Linked DNA regions of Mus musculus: region 2 is linked to region 1. Evidence: chromatin contacts called from public Hi-C data. All regions are on one chromosome and are shown on one strand. Each heading gives the region's core, a stretch centred on a gene start, on an enhancer-like site or on the middle of the called end of the contact. The rest is flanking DNA. Distances are from core to core; before and after follow the strand shown.

Region 1 (2,700 bases), core at 29-2,528:
CTTAGTAATCAAATTACTCAAGTACCTCCATGAAAATACACAGCATCAACTTGAATGAGACTCAGAAGTCATGGCTGGGAAGTTTACACATGTTGTGGGTGGTTTGTTGTTGTTGTGGCTGTTGTTGTTTTTTAACTCAGTGGCTCTGATATCGCTGTGGTTTCCAGGAGTTCAATAAGGAACACCAACTTTAAACTGTAAGGTCACATTGTGCCCCCTTTCAGAGAAAAATGAGGAAGTATTTGTTTCGTATATAAAATACATTATAATAATCTCTCTAATAATTACAAAACTCAGAGACCCACTGCATGCTCTGGAATTTGATCTGAATAAAAGGTAGGAAGTATCAATTTTCCAAGGAAACCAAGGTAGAGAAATCAATAAAGGAGATATTTATTAGTAAGAAGAATATTCCGAATAGATAGATAAATGGTAAATGAGAAAGGAAAAACAAAAACAGTCTATCCTTTGCTGTTCAAAACACAGAACCAGGGAAAGTGCCATTTGTGGCAAGCAGCTCTTGCTTCCTAGTATGAACACCTCGGTAACTAAGAAAGCAGACATTACTTTAGTTGGAATAGGGAATATTATTGGGTTTTGTCATGAGTTTATTTGTTAAAATCACAACTTTCAGCGCCTCATTTGTATTCTGATGTTAGCCTCCTAATGTCAGCTCCCTGTCACATTGTGAAGAGGATGAGCTGCGAGGCACTGAATTCACTTAGGAAAGCAAACCAAATAGAACCACAGACTTGCGAAACACAATTCAGTTCCTCACCACCATGGCATGCTGCCTCAGGACACTTGGCTTCATGGAATGAGTGTGATCTGTCTTTAACTAGTTTTTGTTGTTGATGATGTTGTTTTTGTTTTGTTTTCATCTATAGAATCGAGTGCAGGCTGACCGAAAGAAGCACATTTGCCTGACTGCAGATTCAAGAAGTGCATTGTACCATAGGCAACCTCTCAGCTGTTTCTAAACAGAGAATTAACTTCAAAGGCTTTCTGGACATGTAAATTCTTCCACTGCTGGTAGCTAATACACAAAACACCCCATGCACGAAAATGAAATCTCATGTAAAAATAGATACCCGGTAATGGTTGTATTTTAGTATTAAAAGCAAGAGTCACACCTTTAACCTCATTATTCTAGTGCTTCCCTTTTAGAAGACAAGTTAGAGACACTTTAAAAACAGGATTTACATCGGCAGTCACGTGTGATGAATTCACTGAACTGTGTGTGGAAGAATGTACACAGCCACACAGTAATAGGATGTCAGGATGAGTCAGCACAAACACAGTACACAGCTCTGGCCTCACAAGCAGGAAAATGGCAGTCTCTTGGTACCAGTAGGTCAACTATTTCCCTAAACCATTTCAAATATCAGCAGCAGCAACAAATCCGTGAAGAAAAGCATGATAACAATCTCGCCAATATTAAAATGACTCATCAATAGTCTTTCATAGAATACTGATTAAAAGGGGGGAGAAATGACAATCTGTATGTCCAAGGAGAATATGCAGTGAGGTAGCATGAAGTTTTCACCCAGGCAGAATGGAGGTTTCTCAACAGAATAACTGCATATAGATGGGAAATAGAGGAAGTGACATTTATAGAGAACACATTCTGAAAAAGTTCACTGCTTTGCATGTTTACCCATTTAACTCTCACAACAAAGTGGAACGGACTATAATTATCTCACTATTTCCTGACCTAGGAAAAACAAAGAGACTGGTCAGCTCAAGGTAGCAGAGTGATGAAGAGGTCAGGCTGGAAAAAGAAATGGCGTCTGAAGGGAGAATTCAGTATTTCTCATTAAAGTCCACTCTGTTCATTCAACAATTACACTGTTTTGAGTATAATTATTTTATACTCATTTTTAGCCATACTTTATATTTGGTCCAAACTGGCAAAAAAAATAAAGTTGTCTCTGTCTTCAGAGATCTTAAGAGTTAGTTTTCAAAGAATCCTCCATTGAGGTAGAAAATACAACACGGTGTGTGTAGGGTGGTGGTTAGACTATAGAGTGCCACAGGGTTTAAGGGTGGGATCATAGGATTGGATGAGGAGCATAGGAGTGTCAGAAAAACATTCAGAGAAGGTTTTTGGACCTCGTGAAGAGCAGCTAGGAGCTCAAAGATGTCTTCCAGGCTGAAGTGAGGTGGGCAGAGGCATTCAGAGAGTAGGCTGGGTGACAGTGGGGGAAAAGCTGAGCCTTGAGGACAGAGATGGCACAGAACAGATGAACAAGAAGAAATTCAGCAGAAAGAAGTGCCAGGAGTTCTAATATGGTTGGTGTTAATAATTCTATACTTTAGAGTAGAGGTAAGAGGCAGCTGAATCATTTTAAGCAAGAAGTAATATCATTAGACTTGAATTTTCTAAAATTCCAGAAATATTTATCAACTACAAATGATGGAAGAGAAATATGGAGAGAAGAGCAGAAAAGTAAACTCAAGAAATGATGGTGGGTGGTCAGGGAGTGATAGCAACACAAATTAAAAAAAAAAAGCAAATATATTGAGATGCAAGTGTTAGCAAGAAAAAAATAAATAAACAGAATTTCTTGAATGAGTGTAGATAGGACATAATGGACGGAAGCAAGAGGAAAATAATTTAAGAGGATGGTCTAAGGCCAGGTACACTACTGGTCTATACTTTTCTCAGCTCTTGGAAGGTTAGGTCAGAAGAATGAGAGT
Region 2 (2,700 bases), core at 90-2,589, 34 kb after region 1:
GTGTGGAAACCAAGAAATCCCTCGCTTTAAGGCTCGCAAACCTGACTGCTAACCCAGTCCACGCTGCGTGACTCGGCTGCCATCAACCCTACACTAGCTACCCACTAGACAATGCAGCTTCTATTTCAGTATTATTATTATTAAAAAAAAAAAGATAGTCAAAACCCTCCTTATCCCCTGCCATTCCTCCCAGGTCTTCACATTATGACCAAGAGGAAGTTACTTAGGGGATTTATCGTGACAAAGTGCCAGCAGTTATTTCACCTCAAAGCCCAGCGAAAGGAAACTGCTCTGAGTGCAGTGAATTGTACTTTGATACCAAGAGACTGGAGGGACGGTGCGGGGGAGAGAGTTCAGCAGATCTTGCCGGGGGGGGGGGGGTCCTGCACCCTCAAGCTAAGCCTCACCCAAAGTTCCTGGAGATGTGCTTAGTTTTCAATCTCGCTGCCCAAACCTGAGCAGACCAGTCAAGCCTAAAACGTGTGACACAGGTGACTGTTCCCAGGGACAGATCTGTGTCCCCCGCGCGCCTTTATGGCTCCCATACTTTGCTAAGCACACGCTAGAGCGCACAGCCCCAGGCCTCCCGGGGAACCGCCCCCGGTCCGCAACAACCACTACAGTGGGGCTGTTCAGAGGCCAAAAGCTTACCTGGTCTGAGGACCGCGGCGGAGATCAAGAGGCAGAAAACCAGACGGCAAGAAGGGGACACCTTAGATGCCATATTCCTCCTCCTAGAAGGCCACCGACAAAGTCCACGCCGCAGGAGGGGGCGTCGTCCCCGGGCCCACGGGGCCCGCTCGCTTGTGGGTCTCGCCTTAGGGGGACAGCGACTTTTTTCCAAGACACACGGTCCCCCGGGGACTGTGGCGCTGCGCCGTCGGGTCTGTGCCACACGCAACTTTCCTCCACGCGGAACCCGCAACTCCTCCCTCCCCCCCTCCACACCCTTCCTCAGTGTCTCTGGCAGCTACTCCCAGGACGGGCGACCCTCTTATTCCAGGAGACGCTTCAGTAGTCAGTCAAGGTAGACGCGGTTTCTTTTTGGATGCTGTCTTCTAGTAGTTTCTCTTCTTGCAAAGGAGAGGATAAGAAGAGTGATGAGAGTTGCACCGTGCACGGATCACCGGGAGCAGAGAAGGGTCGGCGGGGCAGCGCCGCGGGGTCCCGACGGTGGGTCTCCTCAGGTGGCAGCCGAGGCAGAGGCTGTAGCGGCGGCAGCTGGAGCAGTGGCGGCGGCCGCGGGCTCCGGCTGCTCTGAGTGGAGGACGGGAAGGCGTGTGTAAGCTGCCTGTCTCCTCCTCCCGCTCCTCCCGCTCCTCCTGCTCCTCCCGCTCCTCTCTCCCGCCCAGCTTCCTCGGCGGCAGCGCGGAGCAGGTGGTTGGAGCGCCGATCCGCAGCCTAGAGGCGCTGCAGGACCAAGTCGGAGACTGAGCAGAGCTGGCGGCCCCTGGTGGGAGAAGAGCCTGATGCCCCAGCCCCCGCGCTCTGGTGGGCGGGGCTGACATCGACTCCGCCTCCCACAGGACACGCTGGCCAATGAAGAGCGGGATCGAGAGTAGGGGGCGTGACGGGCTGGATTCGCCAGTGTCTGGCTCTTACCAGGGGATTCTCAGCGCCCCAAAGACATAGGATCTGAGATCTTTTGCTGTCCTCCCAGCCTGGCCACATAGCTGTCTTCTTGCACTCCGAAGCCCAGTCCACTGGCTCACTCCTTAGGGATTTTTCTTCTCGACGAGGGTACCGCCTTCACCTTCTGTAGAGTTGTTGGGGCGAAGAGCTCACCTTGGGTCCTCTTGGACTAGGACTGAGGAGGTGGAAAAGATGGAGATTCTCCACCCGGAGGCTCACGGAAACAGCTACTGGTGGTTGAGAGTAATTTCCCCCACTTTGAAGAGAAGGTTACTCCTTCTCGAATTCGCCGTTCTTCTGTTCCCCTAGTCCTGGCTGGCGTACACTTTATCAAAGCAAATCATTTAATCAACTATCCAGTACCGAAAAGCAGAAGAGATTTTTGTGCTCCCCCTTCGCCCCCATCTCCTTCCCGGTGAGAATTAGGACTCTAGACCATAACACACGTCGCCACACTGATTTTCAAAACGTTCTTTAAAGAAAAAAAAAGTCACGTTTACTTTTAATTAGGTGACGATTTGAAGTTACAAAACAAAATCCAGAGTTACTCAGATTAAAAACCTACGCCTCCTGGTCCTTTCCAGAAAGCCAGGCATCCAGCAGATGGACGGGGCTTCTCAGGCAATTTCAAAAGCTTGAACCACCTCCTAGGCGTAGCATCGGGAAGCCGTGTCGCTTTCAGTTCATGCAGAAAGCATAAAGGAATATTTTCCTCTAAAACACCAGGGTGGAGCTGTTGGGACCGTAAGTGGCTCTAACTCAAGATTGCAGGATCACAACTCTTAATGCCCTCAGCATAATAAAATCCTGGTCCCTGAACCACCTCGCAAGGGCATGAAATAGTCTTTGGTGCATCACAGGGTCACCCCCTGTGTGAAGCCAGTCTCCAGCAGGGAATGCTAACTAGCCTCACGGGACTTTGTCTTCAAAAGATTGGGAACCACCAGCTACTTGCAAGTGGATATGGGGGGTGTCTAAGTGTGCAGGCAGAAGCTTCGTACAGACACACACACACACACACACACACACACACACACACGAATGCGCAAGCGCACAGACAAACACAGA

What was found. Hi-C and Micro-C count contacts between places; a contact is called where the count stands out from the background.
Region 2: a Hi-C map of centroblasts shows a contact between it and region 1, with 1.8 times the contacts expected there. The contact joins the promoter of Alcam here to the enhancer-like site in region 1. A contact is called at or near these places in 1 of 39 promoter capture datasets (pre-B cells), 1 of 15 datasets of contacts at CTCF or cohesin (CD8 T cells), 14 of 484 Hi-C or Micro-C datasets (B cells, CD8 T cells, bone marrow-derived dendritic cells and 8 more), 7 of 115 datasets of contacts at active chromatin or transcription factors (CD8 T cells, bone marrow-derived dendritic cells, bone marrow-derived macrophages and 4 more) and 3 of 9 other capture datasets (adipose tissue, liver and pancreatic islet).

The regions. Positions count from the first base shown.
Region 1 is chr16:52,417,418-52,420,117 of GRCm38.p6, forward strand. All of the region lies in intron 1 of Alcam (activated leukocyte cell adhesion molecule), which reads right to left. Among named protein-coding and RNA genes, the nearest start is that of Alcam, 34 kb to the right of the region's middle. Within about 2 kb of position 1,279, at least 90 of the 459 cell types and tissues checked have an H3K27ac peak or open chromatin away from gene starts, as enhancers often do. A contact at or near this core is called in B cells, CD8 T cells, adipose tissue and 9 more, where this site is marked.
Region 2 is chr16:52,451,742-52,454,441 of GRCm38.p6, forward strand. It overlaps Alcam (activated leukocyte cell adhesion molecule), which reads right to left and starts at 1,340. Exons shown (of 16, transcript NM_009655.3): 1 at 652-1,340. The coding sequence starts at 724.